Regions from separate parts of the Sus scrofa genome. Here regions 1 and 3 are each linked to region 2. The links are chromatin contacts, called in public HiChIP or PLAC-seq maps. All regions are on one chromosome and are shown on one strand. Each heading gives the region's core, a stretch centred on a gene start, on an enhancer-like site or on the middle of the called end of the contact. The rest is flanking DNA. Distances are from core to core; before and after follow the strand shown. Region 1 overlaps MTHFD1 (C-1-tetrahydrofolate synthase, cytoplasmic). Region 2 has its middle 61 kb from the start of MTHFD1. Region 3 holds the start of AKAP5 (A-kinase anchor protein 5).

What was found. HiChIP or PLAC-seq counts read pairs in DNA pulled down with a chosen protein or histone mark.
Region 1: an H3K27ac HiChIP or PLAC-seq map of alveolar macrophages shows a contact between it and region 2. The contact joins two enhancer-like sites. A contact is called at or near these places in 2 of 5 promoter capture datasets (fetal liver and liver), 1 of 47 Hi-C or Micro-C datasets (heart right ventricle) and 1 of 2 datasets of contacts at active chromatin or transcription factors (alveolar macrophages).
Region 3: a contact with region 2 is called in an H3K27ac HiChIP or PLAC-seq map of alveolar macrophages. The contact joins the promoter of AKAP5 here to the enhancer-like site in region 2. A contact is called at or near these places in 1 of 5 promoter capture datasets (liver), 3 of 47 Hi-C or Micro-C datasets (fetal heart ventricle, retroperitoneal adipose tissue and skeletal muscle) and 2 of 2 datasets of contacts at active chromatin or transcription factors (alveolar macrophages and skeletal muscle).

Annotation. Positions count from the first base shown.
Region 1 is chr7:88,483,043-88,487,448 of Sscrofa11.1, forward strand. It overlaps MTHFD1 (C-1-tetrahydrofolate synthase, cytoplasmic), which reads left to right. Exons shown (of 27, transcript XM_021099913.1): 2 at 2,723-2,807. Among named protein-coding and RNA genes, the nearest start is that of MTHFD1, 14 kb to the left of the region's middle. Within about 2 kb of position 1,604, at least 30 of the 83 cell types and tissues checked have an H3K27ac peak or open chromatin away from gene starts, as enhancers often do. A contact at or near this core is called in alveolar macrophages, fetal liver and liver, where this site is marked.
Region 2 is chr7:88,408,476-88,412,584 of Sscrofa11.1, forward strand. No RefSeq gene overlaps it. Among named protein-coding and RNA genes, the nearest start is that of MTHFD1, 61 kb to the right of the region's middle. Within about 2 kb of position 2,571, at least 65 of the 83 cell types and tissues checked have an H3K27ac peak or open chromatin away from gene starts, as enhancers often do. A contact at or near this core is called in alveolar macrophages, fetal liver, liver and 2 more, where this site is marked.
Region 3 is chr7:88,536,352-88,540,657 of Sscrofa11.1, forward strand. It overlaps AKAP5 (A-kinase anchor protein 5), which reads left to right and starts at 2,587. Exons shown (of 2, transcript XM_021099926.1): 1 at 2,587-2,767. All of the region lies in intron 4 of ZBTB25 (zinc finger and BTB domain-containing protein 25), which reads right to left.

The sequences.
Region 1 (4,406 bases), core at 354-2,853, 74 kb after region 2:
TCTATGACCCTAAATTAAAGACAGACAAGGGAGGAAGTACTAATTTTTTTTCTCCTGGTTCTTTTATAGTTTCTTCAACTTTAGGCATACCTGACACTTGGCTTTTGTTATTCCACTTTTCATTTTAAGGTGCTTCAGTTAGTGGCCAACCAAGAAAACCAGGCAGGAAAAAAACTTAAGGGACTTAGGGAGACCTAATTACAACTGTCCTGATTTTTTTTTTTTCCCCCTCACCAGGGCAGAAAATCTTCCACCTGTTGCTTTCATGTTCTGGGCTGTCTAGTTTTTGCTGACTGAGGTTTATGTCCATTTAAAAGTATCTTCTTGCTCTTCTGATGATGTCTTATAGCAGCCTAAGTGTTAGCTTTCAAACAAATCTTTGTAGTTGGAAGAATATCCCGGCTGATGCAACTTTAAAAACAATCCTACTTCTTAGACAAAGTTTAAGAGGGTCAGGGTAACTGCTCTCCAGCTATAATCTTCTTTGGGGGGAAGAATGCACACTTAGACCTCTTTAAATTATAGCACAGGAAGTACAGAACATTTTGTTCTTTGTTCTCAACCTGCTGGCTGAAACAACATTTTCCACCTGTACCACCTTATAGTACTGGGTTCCTGTAACTTACTTAGTACCTGCTGCATATAAGTATTATTTTTATTTGTCCCTAGAGTCCTTCGTCAAGACTCAAATGCTTACTTATTCTAGAATCCTTATAAGATTTGGTGAATAAATTCACTGTCTCAGTATGAAATCTGCTCTGTCCCTAAATTTGTAGTTGTCAATCTTTCCAGCTCCATTTCAGAGCCCCAAAAGCCTCAGAGTCATCTGTAGCCCCAGTATTTCCTTTGTGTTTCATGTTTAGTGTATCTAGAATACATGTACTTCTCACCATTATGGTATCAATGGTTAACACTGACACCATAATCCAAGCCACCGTCACCTCTGGCCTGGATTCTGCAAATGCAGTTAACTTTTTGCTGGTGTCCCTCATTCTCACCCTTCCCCCCAGGGTCTGGTCCCAATTCAGCAGCCAGAATAGTCCTTGAAAAATGTAAGTCTGATGGTGTCAGCCCCGTTCAAAACCCTCTAATAGCCTCCCATCACATTCAGAATAAACGACAGTCTCCTGATCTGATTACTGCTTCCCCTTGGCCCTCAGTGACCCACTCAGGACCTTTGCACTTGCTGTTCATTCTCTTAATTGGCCCTGGGAAAGTCACTTGATCTGACTGCTTAGAGCCTCTGTCTCTACATCTGTGAACAGAAATAAGAAGGCTGCTTCTCCCTTGCCTCCCTCACAGGGTTATTGAGAGTCTCAGATGCATTCATATGTTTTCACTGTTGGTTCTCCTTATTTAAGTCTTACATTGTGCCAGGAGTGGCTGTTTTTTCCACCCTCCCCTCTTGCCAACTGTGGAGTTTGGAGGGTCTGGAGGGTGAAGAAAAACTAGTAGAAACTTTTGTCTAGCACTTTGTGTTCATATAATGTTTGGAGGGCAGGAAGGGGAGAGGAGAGAGTGGAGTCTGGAAACTTGGCCCCCGTCAGGAGCCTTCTGCAGCTCCCCAGGCACCACTTCTGATGTCCCATGCAGGAGAAACAGCGCAGGCTGGAACTGCCGGGGAGTTACAGCAGCAGCCTAGGGAGAACTTGGCAGCTCTAGCATTTCCTGTTGTCTTGTGTCAGCAGAATTGTGGCCTCCGCTCAGATCACATCCCAGTAAAAGAAACTTCAACAATCCATTCTTCTTTTGAACTATATGATTTATAGAATATTGATTTGAGAAAAACCAAGGCTATTAGCTTGAAGTAAGATTTTGAAGTCTTAGGTATGACTTCTTGTATCGTTCGCCATTCTTACCTTTTACTAGGCTAATCCAAATAATGTATTCCCTGCAACTCCTGTGCCCTTTTATGCCAGATATTTGTTAAGTGTGCAGCATTGGGGAAGGGAATAACCAAATGAGAGTGAGGGAAGAGATGCTTGCACATGTTCAGGTGTATTTGTCAAGTGAAAGACAAATGACAAAATTTGCCCTTCAAGATAGATCCCATTCAAGTTTATGACTATATCGTAACTGGACAGAGTTGGATTATTTTGTATGTTTATTTATGGATGTAATATAATTTACTTAATGTTCTCTTGTATTGGGAAGTTGTATAAATTGTATAAATCTTTGTTTCAGAAGACATTATGCTTTCAACCTTGAGTAAGAAAAATTCTTTTGTAAATTAGGATATCGTTTTAAAGTTCATACTGAATTCAGAGTGGATTCATTGATTTATTGTTCAGCTTTATGGGCCTACCTGTGATCATCTTGCTAGGTAACGTTGGCTGAGCCGCTATGAGCTTGAGTTCTTTCCTGCAAACTTTTTTTCCTATAGCACCTGGGCGGTGGAAATGCTGAGAAAGATGAGGATTGGCAACCTTCAGAACTGGTGGTCCACGTTTTTACTTGTTCACTGTATGATTTTGAATGCCATCAATTAATATGTTTTAAACTAACTGTCCCATACCCCATGGCCCAGTCAGTGTCAACGGGAGATAGAAAAGATCCAGGTCTGCTTGAGGCCTGGAAAATTGGGTGGGTGGTACAGGGTACATGCCAGATAGTGTTCAGTGAAGGTGTTTATAATTTAAGAGAAATATATCCAATGATACATGTTGCTAATTTGTGGCTTAAAACATTAAGGGTTAACGGCAATCTTTTCCTTTTTCTCTAGGCAAATAAGGGAGAAACTGAAGAGCAAAGTCGCTCAGATGAAGGAGCAGGTACCTGGTTTCACCCCAGGCCTGGCCATTTTACAGGTATTATGATGGTGCATTTCCCCTAACATCTTCCTTTCTCGATCTCTCTCATTAGTGCTTAAATCTCTTCCCTTTTTTTTTTTTTTTTTTTTTTAATGGAACCTCAGACCTTTTGAGTTCCTCTCTTCAGACTCCTCCTCTTCAGGTCAACTTCCACATGTTGGCATGTCCTGGCCCTCGGCTCTTCTCTGTGGCGACCCTTTCTCTAATCCAGTGTCCCTTGAACTTTGTTCTCAGGATCTGTTTACACTTTTCAAATGACCTTAGGAACTTTTGTTTGTATGGATTTATCCATTGATATTTACTACATTAGAAATTAAAACTAAGAAGTTTAAAGATATTTATGCATGTAAAAATGCCAGTAGGGAGTTCCCTGGTGGCCTAGCAGTTAAGTATTTGGCGTTGTCACCGCTGTGGCTCAGGTTCCATCCCTGGCCCCGGAACTTTGGCATGTTGAGGACACAGCCAGAAAAAAGGCCAATAGTAAGTTCATTGTATGTTAGCATGAGTAACATTTTTATGACAAAGTAACTTAGAAAATAAAATTGAATGAAAGAGGGGCATTGTTTTACCTTTTTGTAAAACGCTTTAATTTTCTGGCCAGTGTACTGTCTGGTTTAACAGAAGACAGCTGGATTCCTATCTATTTCTGTATTCAATCTTTTGCTATGCTGGTTGGATAGAAACATACGAAGAACATCTGACCTTATGCAGACATATGGTGATAAAAGGAAGAGTTCTTTTAATAGTCTTCACAGATAGTTGTGGATATTTTTATTTAATACTACAAGGACTTAATAAAGCTGTTGTTTTGTTGTTGTTGTTGTTGTTGTTGTTGTTTTTTGGCTGTACCTACAGCATGTGGAATTTCCTGAGCCAGGAATCAAACCCATGCCCCAGCAGTGACCCGAGCCACATGAGAACTCCTAGTAAAATTTTCGAAAGATGGGGCAGTGCAGAATCTGAAATCATATCAGTGAACTTTAATGCTTTGTTCAATCAAAATCTTGTATCATGTTGCAGTTTGAATGGATATTTACTGGTTTTGTTATGTCCCTTGTTCCTCATCTGGAAAGTGATGATTCACTGAATTATGCAGCTCTTCCAAATGTTAACACATTTCACTGTGCAGTATTTTAGAAATCATAATCATTAATATCACCAATGAACTCATCAGAAAGATCTTTTAAATATTAAGAAGTTGTCAAGTTTCCAGGAGTAGATAAATTCCAATTTTTGCTTGAAAGCTCAAATTTTATCATTGGCCACAAATGCTATTATTTTCTTTGAAGTACTATTTTCCTCACTTTGACCAATTTTGAGAAAATATTTGCCAAATATTCAAGCCCAAATAGTCATTGTTTGTCAGTTGTTCTTTCAAGTAAAGATGGTGTTCCATTTAAAAGTCGGCCAGTTCAGTTTGCAAGGCAAGAAAGCCTTGTGCTTCTCCTGGTGACAGTCACTTCTGCATGTGGCAGAAGTGCTTTATGGTTGCTTCCCTGTTTTTTTGTTTGTTTTTTGTTTTGTTTTGTTTTTTGTTTTTTAGGGTTTTTTTGGCAACGCCCATGACATGCAGAAATTCCTGTGCCAGGGATCAAA
Region 2 (4,109 bases), core at 1,321-3,820:
AGTGTCACGTTGAGAGTAAGGGCTTCAACATATGAATTTGAGGCAGACAAAACTCAGTCCATAGCAGCTATCTTTCATACTTATACATTTCTATCTTTCCTTTAAAACTACATCCATCTTGATGAAAATTTGTATTCTTTCTTACTATGGTAAATAATGCTGTATTAAACACCTTTATACATATCTCTTTGTATACATGTATAAATATTTCTGTGGGATAAACTCCTAGAAGTTAAATTATTTATAGAAAACAAATGTGCATAAATTTTAGCTAATATTAAACTGCCCTTTAAAAATATTGTAAAAATGTATTCCTCCTCAAATAGGAAGAAATGTTTCAGTAGCAACTGCCAGTATGAACATTTATATCAAACGATTTTACATATCTCTCTTACAAATGGGCTGTTCTGTCTTCATATTATCTGATTAATATGTAACATTTGACACAGTTAATTACCCCTTCTACAAAACACTTCCTTGTCTCCTAAGGCTGAATTCTCCCCTGGTTTTTCTAAAACACAGGACTCTCCTTTTCAAGCTTCCTTCCTGGATCCTCCTCATCTCCTTGAATTCTGAACACTGAAGTGTCATAGAGATTAGTGCTTTGGCTTCTCCCTACCTACGCTCATTCCCTTGGTCATATTACATCCAACCTCATGGATTTAAACACTGTATTTCCACTTGGTAGACTAAGAGGCATCTAAATACATCTACAGCTGAATTCATCATCTTAGCCCCCAAACCTAGTCCTTCCACAGTGTTACTTAATATATTTCAACTAAGCAAGTGGCAACTCCATTTTCCCAGTTTCTCAAATCAAATTCTTATTTTCTTTTCCTTATGCCCCAACTTCCTCTCCTTTCAGATTTCTGCTCAAGTCAGATCCTGTCTCCTACCACCATTCCCTATACTCTAAGTTTTTTTTTTTTAATAGCATGGCTCAATATCTAAAATTAGTATATTTCTTCAATTGATCATTGTCTCATCAAAATATTGGCTGAGGGGCAAGTACTTAGCTGGTTCACTATGGTATCTAGCACCTAGAGCAGTGTTTTTGGTTGTTTTTGGCATAGTAGCCACTCTAATTATTTGCTCAATAAATGAATGAATTGTACAGGTCATACATGCATAATATAATTGGAAACCAGGGCAATGAGGTAGAAAAGGCAATAAATTTAGAGACAGAGTATGCAGGGTTGGGGCCTAGCCTAGGCACAAATAGGTAGCTTTAAGCAACTTATCCTTCAAAGTTGATTTTATCAACTGTAAAATGGAGCTTATACACTTGGAATAGTCCCTATCTTCTTAGTATTACAATACACGAAAAGTTTCAATACCCGCAATTTCTAGGAACATTTACTTCAATTCTCTTAATTTCAACTGCTCAGGTATACACAATTTGAGCATACATTTTTTCAGAAGCTCTTAGGTTGTATTTCCAAAATAGCCACTTAGTCAAACTTGACAACAGTAAAGGAAAAAAAAATCGCCAAAGATTCTCTAATTCATTACAGTGATGGCTGCGGAACTCTGTAAATGTTACAAAATCAATGAATTGTTCACTTAAAATTTAACTCTATGGCATGCAAATTACATTTCAATAAAACTGTTAATAAGAGAGATCCTCTAACTCCATATATGGGACTCCTGTAAGATAGCATCGGAATTTAAGAATAATGTAAAAAGCCATCTACCAAAACCCGAAATCAAAGAATAAATCTAGTTCAAAAGATGAGCTCTGCCATTGATTTCACCTCCCTAAGAAATGGTTTGTAAATGAAACCCAGATATTTGGTAGAGGCCAAAATGACCTAAGTAACAGATAAATTACAGAACTATATCGGGATAACTGTTTGTAATCTGAGCGCCATAAGAACCAGCCAAGTTCCTCCAGCACTCTACGGACTCAACTTGCAGCACCTGAGGCTCCCCAACCGAAGCCCAATATCCATTTCTTCTCCAGAGTGGACGCCTATGGGGAGGAGTGTCCGCTCTTGCTGAGCTCTTGGCATGTAACTCCAGATCTCCAAAATCTAGACTTGCAAAATTGACGACCTTCCCAAAACAGGCCAATCCCGGGGTTACCCCGGGCCCTTCGGGAGCCACGCAGCACTCCAGCGCGGCAGGCCTGAAACAGCGCGCTGGGCTTCAACCTTGGCCGAGCATTAGATTCTGACAAAACCTTAGAGATTTAAAAACCAGTCAGGGGCGCCACCCAGACCCTCCTATTCAGTATAGGGGTGCCCCTCCCCCCGCCCGTCCCCCCTACAGGAGTCTGACGGAGCCACTGGACAAGAACGCCAAACACCGCCCACACTCTGCAGGTCCACCCCTTCAGGTCAGCCCGGCATCCCCGCAAGGGAACCGGGCCAGAATCCTCCAGCAGGGGCCGCACGCAGGCCTCCCGCACCCCCGAAACTGTTCCCCGGGGGACCGCCTCCTCGACTCCGCACTCAGCCCGGCCGCCTGACTGATGGATTCACGTCGGGGTGCCCTCTAGCGCAGGTTCCCAGCCCACATCAAAGAGCGTTCCAGAAAGAGTCCTTCCACCAGCCAATCATTCCTGTCAGCCAGTCACCACCAGTTGCTCCGCGTCTTCCGCCTATAGAGGAACGGCAGTTTGACGCATCTCCAGTCTAGCACCTCCCTTGTGCAAGTTTAGCTTCCTGGGGGGCCCGCAGGGCTGCGTACGCGCGCTGCAGCGCGCATGCGCAAGAGCACGGACTTGCGCAGGGTGGGTGGTTCCACGCGCGGTCATGGAAGGTGTGACATTTACAGTTAACTACGTTCACAGTGGAATTTTGAGTGGGAGTACCGTACAGAAAAATGGTCTCTGTGTAGGCAGCTGCTCTTGTTGCTAGGATGTGTCGGGCCACAGGCGAGGATTCAGAGTAGGGAGCTCTGCGGTAGGGGACGCTGGTAGGAGAAGGGCCTGAGTTAGGTAAACAGGGGAAGGGGGCTTGATCTCTGCCTATTAAGCCTGTAGACCCGCGCCTTACAGCTAAGGAAAAACCGGTGCGGAATATGCCTGATTGCTGTGCCTGCTGGCTCCTGTACTTCTTTGGCAACAAACTGCATTAATCTGACCTGAAAATTGTTTCTGCCAAGGTAGTTGGTGCTGCCTGGAATCTAGAATTAGAAATCCTCTCTAATTTTGAGGTAAAGAAAATTCTAGTTCAGTCCAGGACCTAGCCAAGGGTTACAAGTCTGGTTAGTGACAGATGTTCATCAAGAGCTAAAGTCCTCTTGCAAGCTATTCATTGCTTTTTCCACCATATTGGGGCTTAACACATGCTAAGTGGAGTTCCATAAATGTACCATTTCTCCTCAAATTCATACCCTCCTCTGTATGTCATCTCTGCAGTCTTGGACAAAAGGTCTGTTTCTGGTTTGGCCCCTGAGAAAATTCAGTATTCCAGTTTGCCTCTCCTTGTCCTACATCTGAAGAGGATCTGAATGCTCAACTAATGATCTGATTGTGGTTGGGCTTCAAGGCCCCTTCAAGAAGATTGAACTCAAAGCCTCTGGCCAAGACAAGAATTATCAGACCCTTAGCATCGCCCCACCTGTGTCATCGTAAAGCTTCTTCCCCAACCTTGAGCAACCCGGCTTACTCCTACCTACCCCCTACTAGGAAAGGTATGTGGCCCACTCCTCACCCCACCCTATAGGGCTCTTATACGCCCCACAACCAACCAGCAAGGGTGTCCTAAGACACCCCTCGCCTTCCCCAACCAGTTGGCAGCTGTACTGGGAGACTGCTCTCCCTGGGTAATAAAAACAGAGAGAACCACCTGTTGTCTGCCTCTCCCAGATTGTCAGGAAGTCCTCCTGCTGTGCTTGTAGCATCTCTGCTTTCTCTCCACTTCACCATGCTCAATAATCTCTTCTTTTCACTCCAGTATGAGTTTGGAAATTCGTTCTCGGCCCGAGTGCACAGACCACAACAGTTGTCATGTTTGCTCTACTTCGGTAAACATATTTTGGTAAACATTTGGTCATTTGGCTAGTTTCCAGTTTGGGGCAATTATGAACAATGCTGCCCTGAATAATTTTGTAAATGTCTTTTTGCAGACTACATATACATATTTCTGCTAAGTATATATGTA
Region 3 (4,306 bases), core at 1,337-3,836, 130 kb after region 2:
GATGGTACAACCCCAATGGTGTCCAGGAAGAGATCAAACCAGCAGAGAACTGGAGCCACAGGTTCATTTAATGGTGTTACAGGGAAGGGAGCTGGAGGGCTTATTACCAGTTGGTCTCTAAAATGTAAGAATTATTATCAAGGCATTATAAACCATTTTTGGTAGCTACAGGCCCAGGCCACGATGGGTGGTTGGGGACCAGGATGGGAGAAATGGTATGATCAGTAGAAATCAGACATATAAGCTATTTTATTGGCACACTGTATCTGGTGATGTTAACAAGATAAGTTGTAGGTAGGATAATTTCTCATCAGATGGGAGATATATTTAGAAACTGTTTCTCATTATATAATGAAAAGCTACTAATGGAGTAGCAGACAATGATATGGGTAATAGCTTACCAACTGTCACTTAACTGAGTTTGGGGATGATAGCTTTCTTTCCTAGGTGAGGGATACATTTTTTAAAACTCAGATATGGCGTCAGGTTCTAGCTGTATCCTAAAAGAAACCCACAGTGAAATATTTTATTTATATGGTTCTATACCCCGTGTGTTGGAAGTTGGGAATGAGTTATTTAGAATACAGCTTAAAGAAATCTGCCCTTCAAATACAAAATCAATTCACCTCTTCAGAGTACCCTTCGGTTCCCATTCTTTAGTTGTTTTGTTTTAAGAAAAGCAAATGGAGGAGTTCCTGTTGTGGCTCAGCAGAAATGAACCCAGCTAGTATCCATGAGGACACAGGTTCGATCTCTGGCCTCGATTAGTGGGTTGGAGATCCGGCGTTGCCGTCAGCTGTGATATAGGTTGCAGATGAGGCACAGATCCTGTGCTGCTGTGACTGTGGTGTAGATCAGCAGCTGCAGCTCCGATTGGACTTATATCCTGGGAACTTCCATATGCCACAAGTGGGACCCAAAAAAGAAAGGAAAACAAGTGGAATAAGATCTACAAGTTGTTAAAATGGCCTTTATTATTTTAACCTGTCCTTTATTTCATTCCCAATTATTTTCTAATAAAGACAGCTCTTCTACTCTGTCTTCATTTAGATAAGCTCATCTTATTTTTGCCTGAAATTGTAGCTAACTCCCAGATCTAGATTTGAGAAAACTTGTACTTAGTAAGTAAGAGCATCTCAGTTGGTTATGAATGGCATGGATTTCTTTTGGCTTGTTCAGAGTTCAAATCTGGCAGTAAGCAGGGTTAGTAACTCATCTGGGGATATAAAGGAGATGTACACAGACTGGTGTTAGCTGAATAAATAAAGATAAATTGAATTCTTAATTATCTCTACTATAGGTGCTTAGGGATTTTCCTGTTTTATAGCGCTTGTCTCTAGGATCTTGACAGCTTAGATTCAGCTTTGCTATTGTGTAAATAGTTCTTTCCTTAATAAAGAATCTTACAAAGGTAAACTATATTCCTGGATAAGCATCCAAAAGTGGGTAAGAGCTTTACTCTCTCAAAGCTCATGGTCCTATTGAAGAAAAGAGATAAGTACAACTGCTTTTCATAGTTCTTCCCTCTGCCTTAATAGCTTCTTCATCTAGATAGTATGCTTGGGAGGGGCCAGAGGAGGAGGCAGGAATTGTGCATCCTGCAGGACCTCACCATAGAGGCTCCCAGGAATGCCCTTGTAGGTAATATTAAGCCCAAAGCAAGTCACCCTAAACTCTCACTGCAACACCTTTCATTGGTGCTAATCCACTATATACAGTGGATTATGTATACAAATCAATGCTTATGGTGCTTTTCACTATGACTGGGAACTTGCTTAGATAAAGACTCTCAAAATGTGTGAAAATAACACAGCCTAGCCAAACAGAGAGTGAATATTGCCAGTGCCCTTTGCTCTGGTCTGTACTAGAATTGTGAGGAAAGTCAACTCATGTTTTAAACCCCTAACCCTCACCCCGCGCTGTACTTGAGAGGGACAAGGTTAAGCAGACACCTAGGAATGTAAGGGAAACGGGTAACTTGTAATCGACTGAATCCTGGAAATATACAAGATGTAAAGGAGGGAGGGGGCTGTGTTTCTGTGCCCTTCTGACATCGATATCACACAGTTTGCATCATCTCTTCCTTCCTCCTAGATTCTTAGGAGACAAGGGTCTGTGTCTTGGGCCTCTGAGAACCTTTGGCAGGGAACCGTGATAAGTGCATTACACCCAAACCCATTCCTGGAAAAGTTTTATTTTCTCTATTCATATAGGTAATTTTTCTTTTCAAACGAGATTGACTCTGCACAGATCTGAATCCTACTTTTAAAATGTGATATCTGCTGTGACTTTAAATATTCAGTGGGGGGATTTATGATGTGAGTGCCCATAGTTTAAAATTGGATTTTGCTACTTTGCATCTGAGAAAATGGAAGGCTTACGACCTTGGTCCCCTCCCCATCTCTCTCGGTGGCCCCCGGCCCTTGCCTGGATGTGGTCGCGCCTAAAAGATTGCCGCCTGGCTGGGCGCGCGAAGGTCCCACGCCCGGGGCTGGGCTCACCCGCAGGTGGACCTCCTGTCCCCCCCCCGCCCCTCCCCCGGGCCACCGCCCCCGCCCCCAGCCCGGGCCCCGCCCCGCGCCCGCCTGCTCCACGCGCATTGGTGCCTCCAGCTGTCGGTCCCCGCGCTCTGGGGAGGGGGCGTCGCCCGGCTGCGGTCCCTCTGCAGAGGGTTGCTCGCTCCCGGTGCGCCGCTGCCTTCCCGCCGGCCCCGCGGGCGCCCCCGCGACCTCCGCGGCAGCGTTGTCCAGGGACCCCGGCGCCCTCGGTAAGTGAAGCGGGCGATGAGGCTGTGAGGAAAGAGGGCGCGGGGCCGGTGTCCGGTCCGCCGACCGCCCGCGTGGCGGAGTGGGCGGGAGGTGCCCGCTGGCCACCGGGAATCTGGGGCCCCGAAGGTGGCCGGGGTAACAACGGGGGAAGGTGTTTGTCCGCAGACATCTCCACTCAGTACGACCCTCATCACTCTGCCCACCTGCCCTCCCCGCGTTTGAGTTGTCCTGGGGGCTTGTGTAGCTGGTAGCTTTTTTCCTTCCTTGCCCTTTTCGGGGCGAATGCGGTGTGGGCTTCCTGGCCATTATAATTGTACATTTAGCTTGAAGCTGGATTAGCTGTTCCCCGCCCCAGCACTTTCCTTTTTGAGTACTTTATCCTGCGCTCTAGCTCCTGCCATAAGGCGCGTCAAGCCGAATGAGAGATGCCTTCCTCCTGAAGGAAGCTTCGTGTGGCCCACACCTGGCGCGGGGAGAGATGCACCGCTTTTCTCAGGAAGTGGCTGCTCTTTGCCTCCGTGCTTCTCTGCTCACGGGAAAAGGGCAAGGGGTATTTTCAGTGGCAGCAGACTTGCGATTCTATCAGGAAATTACAGCTTCCTGGAGCAATAAAACTACTTCTGCAGGTTAAGGACGAATCATTTGCAGTCTAATGTTCCGCAAAGTTTTAATAGCCACAGACTGCATTCTCCCCCTTTCAGTTAGGTTTTGTTTGGATATCTGTTGTAGTTCTACATCTTGGTATACATTCCAGTGAGCTTCTCAAGCAATTGTCCTTGAGCAATCCAAGTTAGTTTCAAATGACACATTCCTAAATGATCTAATATCAGCATTTCTATTAGGTATACATCCCTCCGGTTAATAAAAAAACACTCAGGTGGGAGGATTCATAAGAGGTGCGGAGACAAAGAGCTATAATTAGCTGTGGTTCTAGTGTATCATGTTTAGAGGGACACTGTTAAATGTTCATATTTTAGTTCCATCATGGTTGTAGGATGGCTTTGTCTTTCTGTCGGAGGCAATGGAGTATGTATCACCCGACCTAAGGGAATATTTGCTTACATCATGAACTGATATTCAGAGTTCCAATTCCTTCTGTGGTTCATGGAATCAGGAGTTGCCCAAATAAACCTTCAACAGTGAAGGATTTACATTTTTTTAAAAGTACAAAGAAAGATTCCCTTTGCTTATCTTCAGACATCCATAAACTAAAATCCACAGGATTTCTGTTAGGTGGTCACCTCCTTTCTCTGTTCTCTGGTACTATCATACCATCTTGTGGATTAACTTTAAAATATACCTTTATGTTTATGTATAATCAGTTTGTCAGTTGCACAACTTATCTATTTATTTTTGGCTTTTAGATTAGTTCCAGAACCAAGAAAATATAAAGAATTTCAAAAGCTTGATTTTAAAATGGCAAGAACTCAGTCTACTCTTGCTTCAGCTATGAGTTGATGGGCTGCATCCTGGTTACATGACCACTGAACAATCTTTAAATTTTCGGGCTAGTGAGTTTGGTGCAGATTAGCATCTCC